Regions from separate parts of the Callithrix jacchus genome. Here region 1 is linked to region 2. A link is a contact called in public Hi-C data. All regions are on one chromosome and are shown on one strand. Each heading gives the region's core, a stretch centred on a gene start, on an enhancer-like site or on the middle of the called end of the contact. The rest is flanking DNA. Distances are from core to core; before and after follow the strand shown.

What was found. A called contact is a pair of places that touch in the nucleus more often than the background predicts.
Region 1: a Hi-C map of induced pluripotent stem cells shows a contact between it and region 2, with 2.9 times the contacts expected there. The contact joins two enhancer-like sites. A contact is called at or near these places in 2 of 3 Hi-C or Micro-C datasets (induced pluripotent stem cells and skeletal muscle).

Annotation. Positions count from the first base shown.
Region 1 is chr6:118,148,287-118,150,986 of calJac240_pri, forward strand. The region is part of intron 2 of ANKRD44 (ankyrin repeat domain 44); the gene reads right to left. Among named protein-coding and RNA genes, the nearest start is that of ANKRD44, 130 kb to the right of the region's middle. Within about 2 kb of position 1,440, at least 2 of the 16 cell types and tissues checked have an H3K27ac peak or open chromatin away from gene starts, as enhancers often do.
Region 2 is chr6:117,959,110-117,961,809 of calJac240_pri, forward strand. ANKRD44 (ankyrin repeat domain 44) reads right to left here. Exons shown (of 28, transcript XM_078328068.1): 18 at 2,686-2,700. Among named protein-coding and RNA genes, the nearest start is that of PGAP1, 85 kb to the left of the region's middle. Within about 2 kb of position 1,297, at least 2 of the 16 cell types and tissues checked have an H3K27ac peak or open chromatin away from gene starts, as enhancers often do.

The DNA of each region.
Region 1 (2,700 bases), core at 190-2,689, 190 kb after region 2:
TATAAGATAGTGACCATGTCATCAAGCATATACCACTTCCCCTCAACGTATATGGGAGACTGGTTCCAGGACTCTGGCATACACTGAAATCTGCACATATTCAAGTCCCGAGTTGGGTCTGCAGATTCCAAGTATGTGAAAAGTCAGCCCTCCATGTATGCAGGTTTCAGATCCCATGAATCTTTTCAATCTACCTGTGGGTTGGAAAAAGTCTGCATGTAAGTGGACCTGCAAAGTTCAAAGCTGTGTTGTTCAAGGGTCAGCAAAAGTTTCAAGCAGTAGTCAAAAGTGATTAATGAGGTACAAAGAACTGTGGAAGTTGAGGGTAAAAGTAGGTTTCTTTGGCTGGGTTGAGGAGGTGGTAGAGAAGAGAGCAGAAAGGAAGTGAGAAGTGGGACAACTTAATGAAGGAAGTAGTGGGTATGGAAGGACAAATGGAACTGGAAGAGTGGAGAAGTCAGAAAAGGGTGAGAGAACAGAACAAATTCCAGTGAGTCAAGTCATGTGCTTAGTCGGAACATAGGGTTTATAAATACTGTTGGGGGAAATAAAGTCTGGAAAAATACAGTGGCCAAGCTGAATGAGATGGCTTTCTATATCAGGATCAGCTAATGAATGGGTGATTTACACCACAGAACATGTGACCCATCAAAAGACATGGAGAAGTTGGGGCAAGGGAAGGTGAAAAACTCAGAACCTAGGAAAGAAAAGAAATTAAGTGAATAAATGGGGGAAGAGAAAGAAAAGCAAAGGGTAAGAAGACAAATACTGTCCTCCAAGTAACAGGTGGCTCCTGTACTATTTATTTTCCTTCCTTGACATTTAAATGCATGGTTATCAGCTCCTTTTCCCTTTTGAAATGCACCTCCAGGCTTAGATCTCCAATTCTTACGTGTCCTCCATCTGTCTATGCCCTTTCTTAACAACCACTTCTGCTAAACTACCTAATCCATCTCCAGCAAAAATAGTCAGTATGATTCATCTGCAAGGACACTGGCAAAAGAAAAACATGACAAGAGGACATGCTGGATAAAAGTGTGTGGTCAAATGACCCCACAGACCCAGCTACCCACAAAGGCAAAGCCAATTCCTACGGATCTCTCAAGCCTCGGGTTACACATCACTTTATCAGGTCCTCATGATTGACCTTCTCCATATATAGCATCCTGGATTTTTTCTTTCAAACATGCATCACAATGTGATTTCCCATTTGTTGACTTCTCTGCTATATTGTTAAGGTCTATCATGGAAAGGGCTGTCTTCTCACTGCCATGTCCCTAGCACTGAGCACAGAGTCTCAACTCAGTAAATGAATGTGGAACAAATAAGACATCTCCCAGACAAATAAATGGCATCGCTAGAATTCTCTAAGACCAGAAACTGGTGTGACCAAGATCACTAACTATTCATCAAAATCCATGCTCTCTGACTTTAGAGGGTACATAGATACACTAAGTCCTCACCGTCCCTTGTAGCTAGGTATGGCTGTGACTAAATTCTGATCCATGGAATATAAGCAGAAGTGACGTATGTCAATTCTAAGCTGACCCTTAAAAATCCTTCCATGCTTTTCCTCCATGCTCTTTTTCCTTTTGGGCTGGGAGGACTGCACAAAAAGCGATCTTAGAGGTCACATGTTGCTACCTAGAATCCTGTTTGGAAAAGGACTACCCCTCTAATATATTCATAAAGAAAACGAAACTTCATACATCATACATCCATCATACATTTAGGGGTCTACGTGTGACAGTAGTTAACCTAACTAATTCAGTGATAAATTACAACTGAAGTTAAGCTCCCCTAACCTTTACCAGCCAGCAACTGTTTGTCATTTTCCCAAAAAGAAATAAAGGCCATTCAGAGGCCAGTACAATCTTTTTTGGTATGTATGACAGAACAAAAGTTACATTTGTCATGATCATTAGGAAAAGAGAGTAACCATGCCTCGGGCTTCCCTGGACTTGGGCCACAGCCACAAAACAGGCTGGGTGGATTCCGGTGATGTCAGAACACTGGAGAGGGAGCTTGCTTGCCTGGCCTCATCTCAGAAGTACAGGTCACAACCCACAGGCCCTGGACAAATGCCGAACTGCCTTCTTGAGTAGTCTGTCCCTGGCCTCATCTGTGCTTACCTTGCAAAAATGTCACAAACCATTATCCTGTTCTCAATGCCAGCTGGGGAGAAGCTGCCAAAAGCTTCTGCAAAAGCCACACCAACCTGCACTGCCACGGAACAGTGGCTGCACCAAATGACTCACCTTGCGAATAAAGCATTCAGCTGACCAGAGCGAGATACAACCTTAGACATAATCCACCTCCCTGTGGCAAAGCTCATCTTACACTGAAGATGTATTTGACTACTTCTGTTGTTTCTACTTAACACTAGAGACTTTAAAGAGAACTCCCCTCCCTGGTGGACTTCAGTATTTCACAATTGAATTACATTAAAAAGAATTAGTAGCATGTACTGTACTAATTGCTTGTTCAACTCAAGTCTAGGAAACTACTAAAAGGGTAAATCATGGACTAACTCTTTTTACCTTTCTTTATTGCAGGTTTGTTTGTGTCAAGACCTTCCAGATCCAGTGGTTCTTAATCTTTTGGGAGATTGATGAAATAGTCTGATCCATTGCACACAAAATATGTATATAGTGCACATGTCTATTGCCTGTGACTTAAGAAGGCACACAGGATGCCTAG
Region 2 (2,700 bases), core at 47-2,546:
AAAGTGCATTGCATTTGCCGCATTATCGATGTGGAGAGACAAGGGAATAGACGCCGCTGTGTGAGGTTGACAAAGGCTCTCCTAAGAGCTGCATTTTGCAGACTTTTTATTCGCTCGCCAGGCATGAGAGAATGCTAATTTAACAATGACACATTTTTTCCGGGTACAATACGTACATATTAGAATTAGCTTGCATTCATCAACAGCACTCAAATGAACTACAGGAATAATGCACACGTTTTGTAGACCATTGCATTCTCAGCAACAGTCCATTTATGTATCTCGGGAGGAAATTCTGTGGATTGGAGTATAGGTAATATGTGGTTACTGTGGTTGCTGCTGCTGCTATGTTTTTTGTTCTTACAATCACACTAAATCTGCTACCATTGGTGAAATAGGCAAGAGGTTTAATGCATGGCTAAAAGGAAATGACTAACAAAGGACTGACAGCTAAATACTACAGATGGCAGGTTTATGAAGATGGAAAAATGGCATTATTTTGACTGGTTCCTCTTTCTGTAGCAATTTAATACTAAAAATAGTCATAATCATAACAGCTCAAGCGACATCTGATTTTTGGCTAAACAGAAGATAAAAATTATCTAACTTTGTATCACTCACCTTCAGCAAAACAGTTTCTAGAGTTGAGCTTTTTGTTTATTTTGTACAGTAGCTTTCTGAACTTAGCTAATACGCCTCAAGTAAGTTTTTTGTTTGTTTGTTTGAAGACAGAGTCACGCTCTGTTGCCCAAGCTGAAGTGCAGTGGTGTAATCTTGGCTCACTGCAACCACTGCCTCCTGGGTGCAAGCGATTCTCCTGCCTCAGCCTCCCAAGTAGCTGGGACTACAGATGTGCGCTACCACGCCCAGCTAATTTTTGTATTTTTAGTAAAGATGGGGTTTCACCTTGTTGGTCAAGCTGGTCTCAAAATCCTGACCTCAGGTGATCCACCCACCTCAGCCATCCAGAGTACTGGGAATGTAAATTTACCAGTCCCTCAAGTAAATTTACATTCCCCTGAAGTTTGTAGCCAAACTTAAATTCTCATTGGCTTCCTACACACTACATTTTTTTTTTCCAAATTGCCTTCTAGAAAAAAGATGCTAACATCTTTAGCTCTGCTGTCAGGTCCAGCTTTGTCTCAGACTAGCTCAGCCTCTCCCTAGCTATGAGTGACAACCATTTTTCACACAACTCAAAGACTACAACTGTCACTGCAACTACTGTGCCCAAACCTCTAATACTCATCCTGGCTTTTGCTCCTTGAGGATTTGAAACTCAACATATCAACTCTCAAGAGAGTTGAAAAAGGTTTTGGGTAAGCAGATCCTCAAAGCACAGGCTAAAGCTTCTGCACAGTAGACATTTTGTGAACCGTCCAGTGACAGTCTCTTTTTAATGAAATGACACGAGGAAAATCCAAGTTGAGTGAGTCTTCTTGACCACTAGGGGGCTTCATTGGACCACAACCCATATCACACTGGCAAATGAGTGACAATAATTGTTCTTCACTGTTACTGTTTATAAGGGCGATTTTCTACAATCAAAGTAGACCCTTTGTACTTGTGAGGAATTATATAATAATGAAAATAGGATGCTTCTCTTAATAATAGGCAACTAATCTTTAAAAAAGGAGGACAAAATTTGTATTTTTTAATAATACCAAGAATGGCTGGGGAGAAAAATGGGATGAGAAATAAGAATTTATTATCCAACCACACCAACCATTACTAACCTAATGGCTAAGTTCTTTTTCCAGCAACAGTTGGTTCCAGGTAAGTAGACAACAATCAGGTTTTTTCAATCTCTGTATTGTTTTTCTTCAGTGGCTTGGAAATTCAGGGATGTGGATGGAAATAGTTCTACAAGATCTATCTATCATTCTGGGAAATTTTTCCCAAGTAATAAGGATCATAAAATCTTTTGAAAAACGATCTTCACTTATTTGCTTCCTCAATACACCAATTTCACCATGTAAGATAGTTATTTCTCTTTATAAGATGTTACCTACTCCCCTAATCAACAGCTGATATCATTGGATTTCCTGAGTCCAAAGGTATCTATGCCTCAGCTGAGCTCTACACTCTTTCATATTCCCTTGATGTTTGTGTATATATCTAGAAGTGTCTTGACACAGTTTTTCATCGGCATGGGAGAAAAATCCCAGAAAAGGCAAATGATTTTCTTTTTGATATATATGTGTACTTTTGACGTGTCTTGATTTTTACATCATTATGTGAAAAAAAGCTAAGAAACATCATTTGTGCTGGCAGAACTATGTGCTGATTAGATTGCTGCCTTATGATTCCTTATAAGAAATAGCCCTGCTGTTGGTTTTATGCTTTAAAATCCTGTTTGATTTTGATGTGTTTTGTTCTATGTAACTTATTCTGAAGATTGCATTGCACCTTGCCCTTTGTTCAGAATGTTTTGTGGTAGCTTTTAGCCAAAGGTTCTGAACTCTCTTTTGAGTTAAGAAGGCCAGAGCACCAGAAGCAGAGAACACCAATCACCTCCAAGAGGACAGCAAGTCAAAAGCATTTTGGAAGAGGGGAAGTATGTCCGATGTGGAAAGAAAATTGATATCTTAAAACCCAGGATGAAAGAAGATGCTACTTACCTTCTATCAAAATTTACCAAACAAGCCACAAAACTAGGGTAACCAGGTCCTTGATAAGACCTACCTGAGGCATGAAGTG